Regions from separate parts of the Mus musculus genome. Here region 2 is linked to region 1. A link is a contact called in public Hi-C data. All regions are on one chromosome and are shown on one strand. Each heading gives the region's core, a stretch centred on a gene start, on an enhancer-like site or on the middle of the called end of the contact. The rest is flanking DNA. Distances are from core to core; before and after follow the strand shown.

The links. A called contact is a pair of places that touch in the nucleus more often than the background predicts.
Region 2: a Hi-C map of cranial neural crest shows a contact between it and region 1, with 2.6 times the contacts expected there. The contact joins two enhancer-like sites. A contact is called at or near these places in 1 of 39 promoter capture datasets (liver), 2 of 484 Hi-C or Micro-C datasets (cranial neural crest and nephron progenitors) and 2 of 9 other capture datasets (adipose tissue and pancreatic islet).

What each region holds. Positions count from the first base shown.
Region 1 is chr11:64,441,788-64,445,435 of GRCm38.p6, forward strand. All of the region lies in intron 1 of Hs3st3a1 (heparan sulfate (glucosamine) 3-O-sulfotransferase 3A1), which reads left to right. Among named protein-coding and RNA genes, the nearest start is that of F930015N05Rik, 6.9 kb to the left of the region's middle. Within about 2 kb of position 1,289, at least 4 of the 459 cell types and tissues checked have an H3K27ac peak or open chromatin away from gene starts, as enhancers often do.
Region 2 is chr11:64,586,446-64,590,429 of GRCm38.p6, forward strand. No RefSeq gene overlaps it. Among named protein-coding and RNA genes, the nearest start is that of Gm30305, 130 kb to the right of the region's middle. Within about 2 kb of position 1,691, at least 23 of the 459 cell types and tissues checked have an H3K27ac peak or open chromatin away from gene starts, as enhancers often do.

The sequences.
Region 1 (3,648 bases), core at 39-2,538:
AAACAAAAAACAAAACAAAAAACCCAAAATATAAAACAAGGCGATCTAGTGTAGTTTCTTGGTCTCTATTTCCCAACAATATGAAACCCTGGGTGTCTAGGAATTTTGTTATCTTCAAGCCATGAGTTAAAATTGTGCAAGTTTCTTACCAGACATGTGCCTTTTATATACACGCACAAGAAAGAAGCAACACTTCTGCCCTCTAGCCTTCGCCTTGGTCAGAGGCTTAACACTTGAGAGCTTGTGTTGATTTGATTTCTGTGGGATATATGGATACAACTAATAAGCAAACATATGTGAACCCAGTGCTCAGATCTCGCCTAATTCCTGCTTCCAACGATAGATACAACTCTTGAGTAGCTGATATTTCTCAGGCACCTGAACACGTACGATTGTCCAACGCCTCTCTTGAGTTCCACACTGCAGAGTACAGTTTTAGCCGGTCTCAGGAGTTGTCAGACAATGGCAGATGTCTGGCAGGAAGGGGGGAGTGTTTATTAATAATGCAGTTAAGTACTTGCCATTAGGAATGCAAGAGAGAGTCTTTGAAAGGATATAAACAAAATTCCTTCTCGCTCGTGAGCCACCTACTTTGAATGTGTTGTGTAGCGCCACCTAGTGGTAAAATACTCAGTAAATTTCCCTGACAACTTCCAGACTAATTGTGTTTGAAGGAAAGGAAAGGAAAGGAAAGGAAAGGGGAAGGGGGGGAAGGGGAAGGGGAAGGGGAAGGGGAAAGGAAGAAATAATAATGAACTTAGATAGCAGGTATAGGCTTCGTAGCCCAGCTGCTGTACTGATCTCTTTAGGTATGGGTGGTTCTCTCTCTCTCTCTCTCTCTCTCTCTCTCTCTCTCTCTCTCGGCAGTTTATTTGTTGGAGAGAAATAAAAGACTTGACTTGACAATAAACCCAAAAAGCAAGATACAAATGATTAGAGGATTTATATTAGACATGTGCATGAGGAAGGAATGCCATATGCCCAGATTACTTTTGTTAGTGCATTTTGCCTCTGTTTCTGAAAGCTGGCTTCAGATGAAAACGCTTCCAGATGACTTTATTGCAGGCTTATTCCTTCCCCTGCGTGGTGCAGCTCTGGAGGAGGGTCTTAATAGAACAGGAGGCATACAGAAGCCAGCTTAACCCTTCCAGCGCTTGTCCTGTGCCTACCAAGTGCAGGACAACTCTTGGGATGGTGATGACATCAGTTAGGGATGCATTTCTGGGCCTGTGGATAGGTGGGGTCAGGTTAAAACAGCAGAAGGAGTAGGGACATGACTGGAAGCCTGGCAGAAGTGAGCTTAATTAGTTAACCCAGGGGCCTCTTTTGCTGAGATCTTCTACGTTGTCCTGATATTATTCATTGAACATAATATTCTTTCATCTGTGGGTATTCATCCACCCCCATCCCCTGTGTCCAGAACCCATGTAAATAAGACAGTCCCAAGATTCCAAATTGAGCTTTGCAACACACTGGTGCAGTGTGACTTTTGAAAAATGTCAAGGTGGCCTAAAACCTGGTAAGGCGCATAATCTCTTTCACATGGGAGAAGACAACAGTGACTCATTATTAAGAAGCATATACATTTAGGGAGGTGTTCTCTTAATTGGGGCCTAGAACAGAAGAATACGTGTTTGTGGAGACAAATTAGGCACACATGGATGCTGCAGATGGTTGAATGAATGGCATTATGTGGCAGCCTCCATATAACTGAAGTTCCACTTACCTGTGCTCAATCATAGTCTAAAAACACATCAATGGGGCAATCCAGAGACAAACAATTCACGATTCTCAAATTTGGAGCCTTTTTGGATAGCAGGATGTGGCATGGCGTTCTATGGGACATGAGTCACCCCTGTGTCTAGTGTACTTAGCAACCATCTCCCTTCCCAACTCCACTGTCCTAGTATCCTCCGTGCTTCTGGGTAACCAATCTTTAGTCTACTTAATATGAGACAAAGCCCAGGAGTTGGTATGTTGGACATGAAGAAGAAGAGGTGCAAAGGGCTTCCCTTAAGTGAAAAGTCCAAATCTGAGTCAAGGGAGAGATTTCTCTCGAATGCTGGGTTCGTGAGGTCTGTAGCATGATGAGTCTTCTGTCTGCAGAATTCTGAAGGAAAAAAAAAAAAGAAACCTGTACAATTTTTTCTTGTATGCTTCAAAGTGCAGAAGCTGTGGCCACAGCGTGGAAGTGCTCAGTGGCGAGGTAAAAGCCATTACATTTATGTGTGAGTGCATATAAGTGGTTTGCACTTAGTGCTACGTTATGTCGGGCACTCTCTGGGGTTCTTGGAAGAACTCTAGGGTGAATAGAGGGAGAGGTAGGTTCTCATGTTTGTATGTGTTGTTTCTTGTTTGCAGATGGCATCTCTGCATGTAGCCCAGACTGGCTGTCTCAGCCTCCCAAGTGTTGGGGTTATAGGCATGTGCTACCACATTCAGTCTAGTTAACTGAGATGGATACCTTGGCTTTCACCAGCGTGTTGTACTTGATCTGCACCTGTGTAATGATGCCTCCCTGGGAGGAGTAGTTTATATACCAAGAATTTCTTTGTGCTATTTTGTGTATCTTAAATAGCTAAGATTATCCTAAACCCCCAAATGAAGACATCAAAGGAGCCAGGAAGCGCTTAGGGAACAGAAAAGGCAGCTTGCGCTTAGGTGCTCTGCACACAATGCTGTGTCTCAAGCTCCCTTACCCTGGAGGCCGCTGCGGGCTGGCTGCCTCCCTTCTTGCAGTGCCTCTCGGTCCCAGGCAGGATGAGCCTCCCCTCGACTGGTTTTTGGGGACAGGGAGCCATGGTACAGATGACAGGACTTGAGGAAGATGAAGAGCCAAAATAGGAGTCAGGCAAATGAGACACTTGGCTTTAAAAATTTTTTAAAAAAATATCTATCTATCTATCTATCTATCTATCTATCTATCTATCTATCTATCTATCATCTCTCTCTCTCTCTATCTATCTATCTATCTATATATATATATATATATATATCCATCTATCTAGCATCTATCATTTTTATGTGCAGGTGTTTTGCCTGCACGTAATGTCTGTGTACCATGTGCATAACCTGCAGAAGTCAGAAGACGGTGTTGATCCCCTGGAACTGGAGTTACAGGTGGTTGCAGATTACCATGTGTGTGCTGAGAACCAAACCCAATTTCTCTGCAAGATCAACAAGTGCTCTTAAGTGCTGAGCCATCTCTCCAGAGTCACCCCCCCACCTTTTTTTTTTTTTTCATTTTTAACTACAAACATATGAGAAGTAGGTCTCAGAGCTGGGGAAGCTGGTTATGGGGTATAGACGTTAGTAGGGTTGATAACATGGCTTGGAATATCCTGACCAGCCTATATAAATCTCCCCACTAAATGGGCTCAATATCTTTGCTATGGTGTAGACACTCCCAGAGCAACCTGAAGCTATTTCTACATTCCAGGTTGGAAGAGATGGAGAGATCCATTACAGAGTGCAGGAGAGCCATGGTGGAGGACACATCCTATAGCTAAGTGGCTTCCTTGCTGAGTTCACTGTCTGTACTGCCAGCATTATCAGACTTGAAACCCCTGCCTAGGTGGCATACTGTCATTTTGTGCTTCCGTTTTTAACTGCACAGTTGTGTTATCTGGGCTTCTCATTCAACAGAGT
Region 2 (3,984 bases), core at 441-2,940, 150 kb after region 1:
CAACTGAACTTAAGCACCGCAGATCCTAAATGGCTGAAAGTTTCTTAGCTTTGGAGAAAGGTTTGTTATAGAATCCTCTTACAGTTCGATTTATTCTACTGGGAAAAAACAAACACTTGCTACACTGGTAAAATGAATAAGACAATATTGAAATAAGGGGTAAATTAGTTAACACATTTCAGGTAGCTGTGATCAAAGTTCTCATTTTTGGTCCTTGATTATGAACAAATAGATATGAACACTAAGCTTCTTATGAGCGATTGGCATGTCATGAGGCTTCTTCCCGAATATTATAGAGAAATGCCATACAGTTTCAATATGTTGTTTTCTTTTGTTTAGCGGAAATACTTAGCTTCACCCACCGAAGCCATAGAAACATAACGCAAATTATTATCTCTTGACCACAGTTATTTTTACTGTGAAATGAGACCAACAATCTTTATGCCTCAGGAGTGTGCTAGAACTAGAAGAAGAAAGGACAGACCCAACATTCTGAAATTGAATGGCAGGTTTTTCACTCTCCTCCCCCCGTCCCAGAAAAGAAACTGGAGTCCAGGTTGTGTAGACTCTGAATACTTTATGTGATGTCCCCTTCCACAGGCAAGATTCCCATTGCTGCCTCAAAGGACAGCGAGACACTGCCAATCAAAGTTGCTCATTCAATACGTGAGCTGAGAGATGATCCTGCTTGTGTGGGTCACTCGGCATGATGGCCGCAGACAAACTTTGGTTGTTTTACGTTTTCTCTGAGCTGTCCTCTGGAAGAGTACATATTGACCAGTGTTGGTGCTTTTGCCTTTTTCTAGGTAAATATTGATTTTTCTCTTCCTGGATCATTGACCTCATAAGCAAAACCATCCATTTCATGAGAGAGCATTTGTAAGGTTGTAAATACTAGTCACATTCATAAATACCATGTGAAACAAATGTTATGTGGGTTTGGGCTTGAGGGACAGAATAGCTGATGACACTGTGGTGTGAGAAGGAATTGCTTTGGAATCTGAAAAGAGCATTAGATGCTCTCTACCAAGTCCCCAAGAAAGGAATGTTGTCTCATTTTCACGCCTGTCACTCACTTGGTCACCCTGTAGCATGTACCCAGTCTTTGTGTCTGATGAATCAAACGGGACTACTTAGACATACCTCTTCTGGAAAGATGCTGAATGTGACACATGCATTGTTCATATACCACAGTGCATTAACAAATATTATTGAGTTTGTTTTTGAAACCAGGCATCTATAATTTGATGTTTTTCTTCTTCCAGCCACGGGGGGGGGGGGGGGGAAGGTTGCCACTGATTGATTGGAAACTGGGGACTCTGAACGTGGGGAGAAGTTCGTTCAAAACTTAGGAATTTTACACATGCAACTGATCTCTTGAATTTGCATGGAGGAAATTCCCGTATTTTGAGAACAAAGAAAACTAAGTATAGGCTACAAATCCAGAACAAATCAAAAAACTATATCTCAAGGAAAATCCCTTAGGAGTAACTAAGATCAAGACATGTCACCCACCAGGCAGAAAATCTGAGCAGGCCCCAGATAAGAGACCCCGAGTTTGCCACAGAGGTTAATCCATTCCTGCTGTGGCTCTGTGGAAAAGGAGCCGCTTATCCAAAGTGTCATACTCAAAGGAACGAGTCCTGGGAGCTGGCCACTCACCTCACAGCCTGGGCAGGCAGGCGAGAGGCCCCGCCTGGAATCCCAGCTCTTTCTCATCAAGCATACAATTTCCCCTGGGTTCACTGGGCCTGTCCTAATTCTTGCTAACTGATGGTAATTTTGACCTGTGAGTTAACGGGAACTGCCCTTTGAGTTTCTTTTGGCCTTCATGCAATCTATTAAGGCACTTAAGCTTCTGCTTTTTACATAAAACACTCCTATTCTTAAAAACAAACTTTTAAGTCAAAAATGACAGGGTTAATTATTCTGAAATATGCTGTTTATAGCCCAAACTCCATAAAACAGAATACATGATTTAATACACATCCAAGACAGCCCTGGTTTTCATTTCTGCACAATCAGGGACTAAATCTATGTCACTCACTCCCCGATGTGCGCTGGAAATGGTTTCACGTTCCATCTTACTCTAAATTACACCCATTGAGATCATGATGGGATGCAGTCTACGTTGTTGCCAAAACCTGCTAGGTTGGATCATCTATTAAAGTCTATTTATTTTTTATGACAAACAGGAAAAATGACAAAGCAGCTACCGAATGCTCGTTAATGAACACCAAATGGCTCCCGAGGTCCCCTTCATACTGCACTCATTTGTTCAGGAGTCCAGTTAACTTCCTCTTTGGTGCTCTGCCTCCCCCCAGAACCCTCCCCAGAAGCTGGTTTGCATAAGCTGTGGGGACCAAGCTGCTTGCCATCTGCCCTTGTGCTCTGATTCTGGAGTCAGGTCAAAAGTTTGGTTTGGGTTTGACAATACACACGGAAAGAAGGGCATCCCACGTGCCTCTGGAGTCATCACGGGCCAAATGTAAAAAAATGAAAGAAAAAAAAAAGAAATAGCAGAAGTTAATTATGGAAGGCACCATGTTCAGACCAAGAAGAATTTCTTAAAAAGAGTTACAGAGAAAAACACCCAAGCCAAAAACACTGCATTTGGAGTCAATTTGATCAACAGTTGCGGTTTTGACGGTGTTGCAGCCTTTTACACGGTGTCTGTTTTTGTAGGTTTATTTGAAAGCCTTCCCTGGTTTCACTTACAGCCACAGCTAACCCATCATGCTCTGGGTTACCAGGTGGTGACGGTGCCAGCTCATGAGCAAACCCCAGCACGTTCTGGCAGCACAGGGCACTTTGTACCCAGTGACCTTCTTGGATTGAGTTTCCAGATAGTGGAGCCCGTGGGGCCCCGAGGCAAAAGAACAGTTTCTACCTTCTTCATAGCATAGTACAGAGCAGAGGACTAGTTGACCATGCCTGCTGTCACCCAACCCAGCTGTAGCTGGCAGTCATGGTGACCTTATTTCATCAGGTTCTAGGGGCTGCCAAAATGGTACATTTGCTTATTGGCCATGTCTCCAAAACACCATGTCTGTTTCCTCCTTTTAGCATTTTGGGCATGGTAAAGGTTTTGTCTTTGTTGTTTGTTTCTTTTCCTGTGTCTTCATTAATTCCTTAATTCATGGCAGCAACCATTCCAGTTTGAGCTGGAAGTTTGAGTTGTTTTTTTGTTTTGTTTTGTTTTGTTTGTTTGTTTGTTTTGTTTTGTTTTAACAGTGCCGTGTTGATTTCGCTGAAAAAAAATCATTATGGTTTTAATAAATAGGTCCAAGGATGCTAGGACTATGTGAGGTGAAATTTATCTTGTGAAGATGCCAAGTGAAACAGGAACGTGAAGTACAAAGAAAACAAAAATCCATAGTTTCAACAAAGATGGGGTTGTATAGAAACTTTCTAACCTTAACTGAAACTACAGAAATAAATATTTTCTCATGACTGTGTGTGTGTACATATGCATGTGAGTATGCGCGCGTGCGTGTGCGTGTGCGTGTGCGTGCGTGTGCGTGCGTGCGTGTGCGTGTGCGTGTGCGTGCGTGTGCGTGCGTGCGTGTGTGTGTGTGTGTGTGTGTATGTGTGTGTGTGTGTGTGTGTGTGTGTGTGTGTGTGTGTGTGTGTGTGTGTGTTGCTTGTAGTGCAGGAGAACATGGGAAAAATAAAGTGCTCCCCTAGGCTTGGCATATTTTGCCTTTTAGTTAATACTCAGGAAATAGCCTTTTCCATCTGCTTTGTGTATGTAGCAGAAGTCTGCTAAAGTAATTGCTGGGCTGAAGTCTTTCATGCATTTCTGGCCATGGCTGAGATTCTCCCCGGCCACTCTTCATGCAAGGTGTGTGAAGTGATGACAGGTGAGCAGGCGCAGAGGGAGTCTGCGGTCCTGAGCAAGCGCAGAGGGAGTCTGTGGTCCTGGCTTGCTTTGCTTGACTTCAAATGGATGACAGTTCCATTGAGCCAGACCCTGCCTCAATT